2 separate regions of the Oryctolagus cuniculus genome follow, and region 1 is linked to region 2. A link is a contact called in public Hi-C data. All regions are on one chromosome and are shown on one strand. Each heading gives the region's core, a stretch centred on a gene start, on an enhancer-like site or on the middle of the called end of the contact. The rest is flanking DNA. Distances are from core to core; before and after follow the strand shown.

Region 1 (2,700 bases), core at 164-2,663, 490 kb before region 2:
ATGAAGGGTACATGCAGTGCTCACGGAAAATCACTGGAGGCTGGGAGAGAACTCTGGTGGATTCCCAACCGGAGAAGCTTGGGGCTGCCTCTGGACATTCCACCCCCACCTAGTTCTTCACAGAGGCAGATTGTCTGTAGCTTCTTTGAGAGGAAACAGTTAAACTGACAGTTTCTTCTTTTTAATGACGAATCTATTAAAATAGAAGCCACTCTGAATTCTTGATAAATATTATTGATTAAAAATGAATGAAAGGTGAAGTAACATTATTACCTGAAATTAAAATAGAGCTGATATTATAAAATAAGGACTTTTTAAAACAACTCTGTTCAGTTGACAGCAGAGAGCTGACAACGTGATATTGCTCTTTGTAAGGTCAACCAAGAGTTTGATTTCATCATTGTTCTTATTTTCCTTGCCCCCAAACACACTATTTATATTTAAATTAACTACCCAGTAAAGAACATATTTTTGTGATTACCTAATTTCTATATGGGTCACACCACAGCTTTGTACCCTTGAATAGAAGATTTTTGCAGTTCCAGAACATGACCACTAGAGGCCTGTGAAGAGCTTTTTTTCCCCCCATCATAGTCTCATAACCAGAAAGGTAGAACTAAAACAAATAAGAAATATTGATTAAACATCAGTAAGGCTGAGGTCGAATTGATAGGGAACCCCACATTAGTGCTACCCTCTGGATAAAATAAATAAAATGCAATACTCTTTCAAAAGTACAAGATACCGTATTGTAAAATGTACACAACTAACCTATAACATAAGCAATGTTAAAAGAAGCAGGGTTTTGAAAGCTCCAGCAGCAAGTCCAAAAGGCTACTAGGCCCTGGCAGGCTTTGCCAGGGTGGAAGAATGCACTAAGTGGTGAAGCTGCCGGAATAAAATTGCCAGCAGCCTGCATGTGCTTCTGAGAAAAGCGGCTTCCAGTTCTCCCAATGCATAACAAATACAAAAGGCACACAACTAACAGAAGAGAAGTTCCTGGGTGGGAAAGTAAACAACACAGTAATTTAAGACAGATGGGCTGAGAAGGCTTCCTAAATAGCGACTTGATGGCTGTAAACAAGGGAAGCCAGATGAGATATGGCCAGAACCCTGAGAGGAGGCGGCCAAAAACAGACTTTGGGGTCAAAATTGGAGCAGTTCTCACAGGCAAAGAGGGGGGTTCAAGCAAAACACGTCCCATGTTTGATATGCAAAGACAGCTGTAAGATGGCGCGTGTGAGCACCCGGAAAGTGAAGAGACAAGACCCCCAGTGACAGTCCCCCTGCCATCTTGCAAAATGTAGGACAGGGTTTCATTTCATTGCCTCCTCAACCAAACAAAAACATTGATACCATTAAAACTCTCATCAGTGGCACCGTGCATGCACACGTGTGTGTGTATGTACACACACACACACACACAAACACTACTGCCAGTCTATTTGCAGAAATGGCCTGTTTTCCACTGGGTTTGGTTAATTAGCAATCAGAAAAGAGTTGGAAGGGATTGGAAGAAAGAGCCCTTTGTTTGGAAAACCTGTGAAAATATTCCCCTCCAAAGCTTGTAACTTTCCCTCCAGCTCACCCTGGCCCTGAGGACAAGCCCAGTGCCAGAAGCCTCTGTGACCCACACAGAGCCCACATTCAAAGGCAGTTCTCTTTGTTGTCCCCTAGGAGTTAAGCCTTAATGGGTTTACAATTTGCAGGCTTTTTGGAGAGCGGTTGGGCGGTTGGTGCCTGCTGCCAGAAACAGAGCAGAGACAAACCCCAGTGAGTCCCACAGCTGTTGTGGCTGCCCCGGCTGCACCATCGGAGAGAAGAGCAGTCGCCTGAGGCATTTCAAAGACGTGCAAGAACACAGGGGGACTTTATGAGCCCTGGAAGTGAATTTGCAATTATCGTGAGCAGATGGTCAGTCCACGTGGGGTTGAAGGAGGCGACTGGAGCTGTCGTTCTTCAATGAAAAACAGGCAAATGGTAATTCACTGAGTCTGTGTGTCCTCACATCAGTCCTGTATGGGAAAAGTCAGCAGCTCCGAGTACAATAGAATAGAACATCATCCCCTCTGCTACCAGTTAGCTTCCCTGCCCGGCTCCTGACTTCCAAACCCAAACAATCTCAGCTTGGACAGGAAGAAGTCAGGACGTGCGCATCTTACCTTGGTTAAAAGGCAAAGTGGGTGTGGCCCCTCTGTTGGAAATACGGCAAACACTCATCCTGGCTGGCTGTGTTTCCTGGAGGCGGCTGGCCTGAACACTGTCTCCAACATTACTTTATCCCAGCCCCTTATTTCAGGAAATCTTCGTCTTAAAGCAAGATCCATGGATGCTCGGATGATGTTTAGTGATTTTCAGAGTAGAGATTTCAAAATTTCCTTTTGCAATCTATACCCGCTTTTTTCATCATCCTTCCTTCCGGTCGGGGCTGCTTTTTGATGCATGGAATTCTCTTTTGTTGAAATCTCTGCTGATTTCCTGTTATCTTTACATTGATTCATCAGAGAATCACATTATCCCTTTGAAAACACTGTTTATTTAGTCCATTATGACGCCTAAAGTTGGCCTTTCTCATTTGTACTCAAGTGATTAATGTCTCCAGTTCATGGAAAGTATTCTTAAGTGCCCCTGAAGTACAAAGCATGCCAAAAGACACTGTAGACGATGTATCTCACAGCACAATGTAAGACACTAAGAATC
Region 2 (2,700 bases), core at 183-2,682:
ACAATTTAATTTGTCAATGTGTGACTGACTTACTTATATACAAAGTATTTAAGTAGTTTAACTTTTCCAGTTTTATAAGAATAAAAACTGAAATGGCCAAAACACTATTTTCACAACTGCCAATCAATTCATAGAGTTAAAGAAAAGTAAAACAGTATATAGGCATCAGACTGGATATAATTACTATTATTACTGTTACTAATATGTATATATATTTATATTTACTACAATGATGGTTCTGGACTTCTTAATTTCAGGGGCTCGGAAAGTGTAGACAATGTTTGATTATAGATCCTTTCAGATTTCTCAAAGTGTTGGAAATATAATTCAATAGGGACTGGTATAGCACAGTGGGTTAGGCTGCCAGTTGCAACATTGACATCCGTTATTGGAGTGCTGCTAGTTTGAGTCCTGGCTGCTTCACTTCCAGTTCAGCTCCCTGCTAATGTGCCTGGGAAAGTGGCAGAAGATGGCCCAAGTACTTGGGCCCCTGCACCCATGTGGAAGACTCAGAAGCTCCTGGCTCCTGGCTTTGGCTTGGCCCAGCCCCAACCATTGTGGCCTTTTGGGGAGTGAGCCAGAGGATGAAAGTGCTCTCCCTCTCTCTCTCTCTCTCTTTCCCTCCCTCTATCTGTAATTGTGTCTTTCAAATAAAAATAAATAAATATTAACCCAGGATAATTCACTTTCATTTTTTTAAAAGATGTATTTATTTACTTGAAAGTCAGAATTATACAGAGAGAGAAAGAGAGAGAGAGAAAGGTCTTCCATCCACTGGTTCACTTCCCCCAGAGAGCCACATCGGCCAGAGCTGCGCCAATCCGAAGCCAGGAGCTTCTTCCGGGTCTCCCAAGTGGGTGCAGGGGCCCAAGGACTTGAGCCATCTTCCACTGCTTTCCCAGGCCATAGCAGAGAGCTGGATCGGAAGTGGAGCAGCCAGGTCTCGAATCGGCACCCCATGGGACGCCGGCACTGCAGGCGGCGGCTTTACCTGCTATGCCACAGCGCTGGCCCCGAGAATTCACTTTCATTTTTTCACTTTCTTTGTGCTAAGGATGCAGATGGAATTTGAGAGCTTGCTAATCTGGTAGTACCTACGCACCAGTTCTTAGATCTGTTGCTGGGCTGATTGCCTACAAATTCATACCTCATTTTCATATCATCAGTTAGGGAAAAAGTTTTCCGGAGAAAATACTCATTTGAATTTTTATTAACACCATTTCCAGGCCCTGTCCAGAATTTTCTAACTCAATAAATTTATGAAGGAGGCCCTGGAATCTGTATTTTCTAAAAGCTTCCCAGGTGGTTTTGTGATCCGATCCCAGGAGGACACCACTGATATTAATCCCAAGTCTTGCTGGGCAGATGTGCAGTCTGGGTCCTATCTGGTCCCAGCCAAGCAGACGAAGGAGGAGAATTCAGCGCCCTGGGCTCTACTCCCTTCAAACTTCTCACTGGGCCCCGGGAGCTGACCAAAGCTTTTCTATTCCTCTCGCATTCAGAGTAAGAAGACTGTTGATTTGTCTTGGAGTAGTTGTTATTGCCTTTCTTGGAAAACCTGATAACCAAGAGAAAGGCTTGGCTGACTTACAATTTATAAATTAAAACCAGTCTGCAGATAGGGAAATAGGCCAGGTGATTCCTTTGTATCTCTTCTATCCTGAACTTCCCAAGTTCCTAGGATTTAACAACAAAAGAAACCCCTTTCTAGAGACTTTCACTTTCCTTTGTTAAGAAGGTTTCCCCTCAAGCCTTCCAGGTAAGGAAGAAATTGACTTTCCTCCTCCTTGGTTCTGCTTAGCGCTCCTTATCTGAAAGGATGGCTACACTGAGAACATTCATATATGCAAAGCCTGTTCCTTCCTGCCTTTGGCACATATTTAACACTTTCAGATGAAACCTACAGATAGCTGAAATGGCCAGGCTGCCACCTAGTTTACCATAAATACAACAGCACCACCTTGTGTTTTGCTTCTAGGAGAATTTTCTTCTTCAGCAGGACAAAAGCTTGGCAGAAAGGTGGTTTAGGGTGTAGGACTAGGCCTCAAATTCCTTCCCCTGGAAAAACTACAGTCATCCTGTGGTGTCCATGGGCAATTGGTGCTGGGACTTTCTGTGGGTACCAAAATCTAAGGATGCTCAAGTCCCTCATTTGCATAGAAACTATAACTCCTGTATATTTTAAATCATTTCCAGATTATATGTAATAACACAAGGTAAATGCTTTGTAAATAGTGTTATGTTGTGTTTAGGAAATAGTGTCTAGAAAAAGAGAGATCTCTACATAGCCCAGGAGCAATCTTTCTTTTTCTGAATATTTTCAGTCTGCATTGTTCGAACCTATAAATGAAGAAGTTGTGGAGAGGGAGGGCTGGTTGTGTCAGCAGCCACTACCACTTCTTAAAAAAAACCATCGGTTCACTATCAGTCAACAATTATCTCCTATCAAACTATATAATTTTTACAATATCAAATGTGGCTGGAAAATGGAAGCACAGAAATAAACATTGATAAAACTTGGGTAAGCACAAGGCTTTACTAAATATCACAGGAGAAAGGTTAGCATCAAATTCTCATTACAAAATGTTGATGCTATTATGATTGAGCATTTTTTTTCTGAAAATTCTTTTGTATTCAGAAAGGTAGCTTTTGAACCATGTATTTGCCTATTAAAGTTTTTTTTTAAATAAAACCTCTGGC

What was found. Hi-C and Micro-C count contacts between places; a contact is called where the count stands out from the background.
Region 1: a Hi-C map of skin fibroblasts shows a contact between it and region 2, with 2.4 times the contacts expected there. The contact joins two enhancer-like sites. A contact is called at or near these places in 3 of 6 Hi-C or Micro-C datasets (embryonic fibroblasts, skin fibroblasts and an unstated tissue).

What each region holds. Positions count from the first base shown.
Region 1 is chr9:80,995,829-80,998,528 of mOryCun1.1, reverse strand. The region is part of intron 3 of STARD13 (StAR related lipid transfer domain containing 13); the gene reads right to left. Among named protein-coding and RNA genes, the nearest start is that of KL, 250 kb to the left of the region's middle. Within about 2 kb of position 1,413, at least 3 of the 8 cell types and tissues checked have an H3K27ac peak or open chromatin away from gene starts, as enhancers often do.
Region 2 is chr9:80,506,168-80,508,867 of mOryCun1.1, reverse strand. No RefSeq gene overlaps it. Among named protein-coding and RNA genes, the nearest start is that of STARD13, 45 kb to the left of the region's middle. Within about 2 kb of position 1,432, at least 1 of the 8 cell types and tissues checked has an H3K27ac peak or open chromatin away from gene starts, as enhancers often do.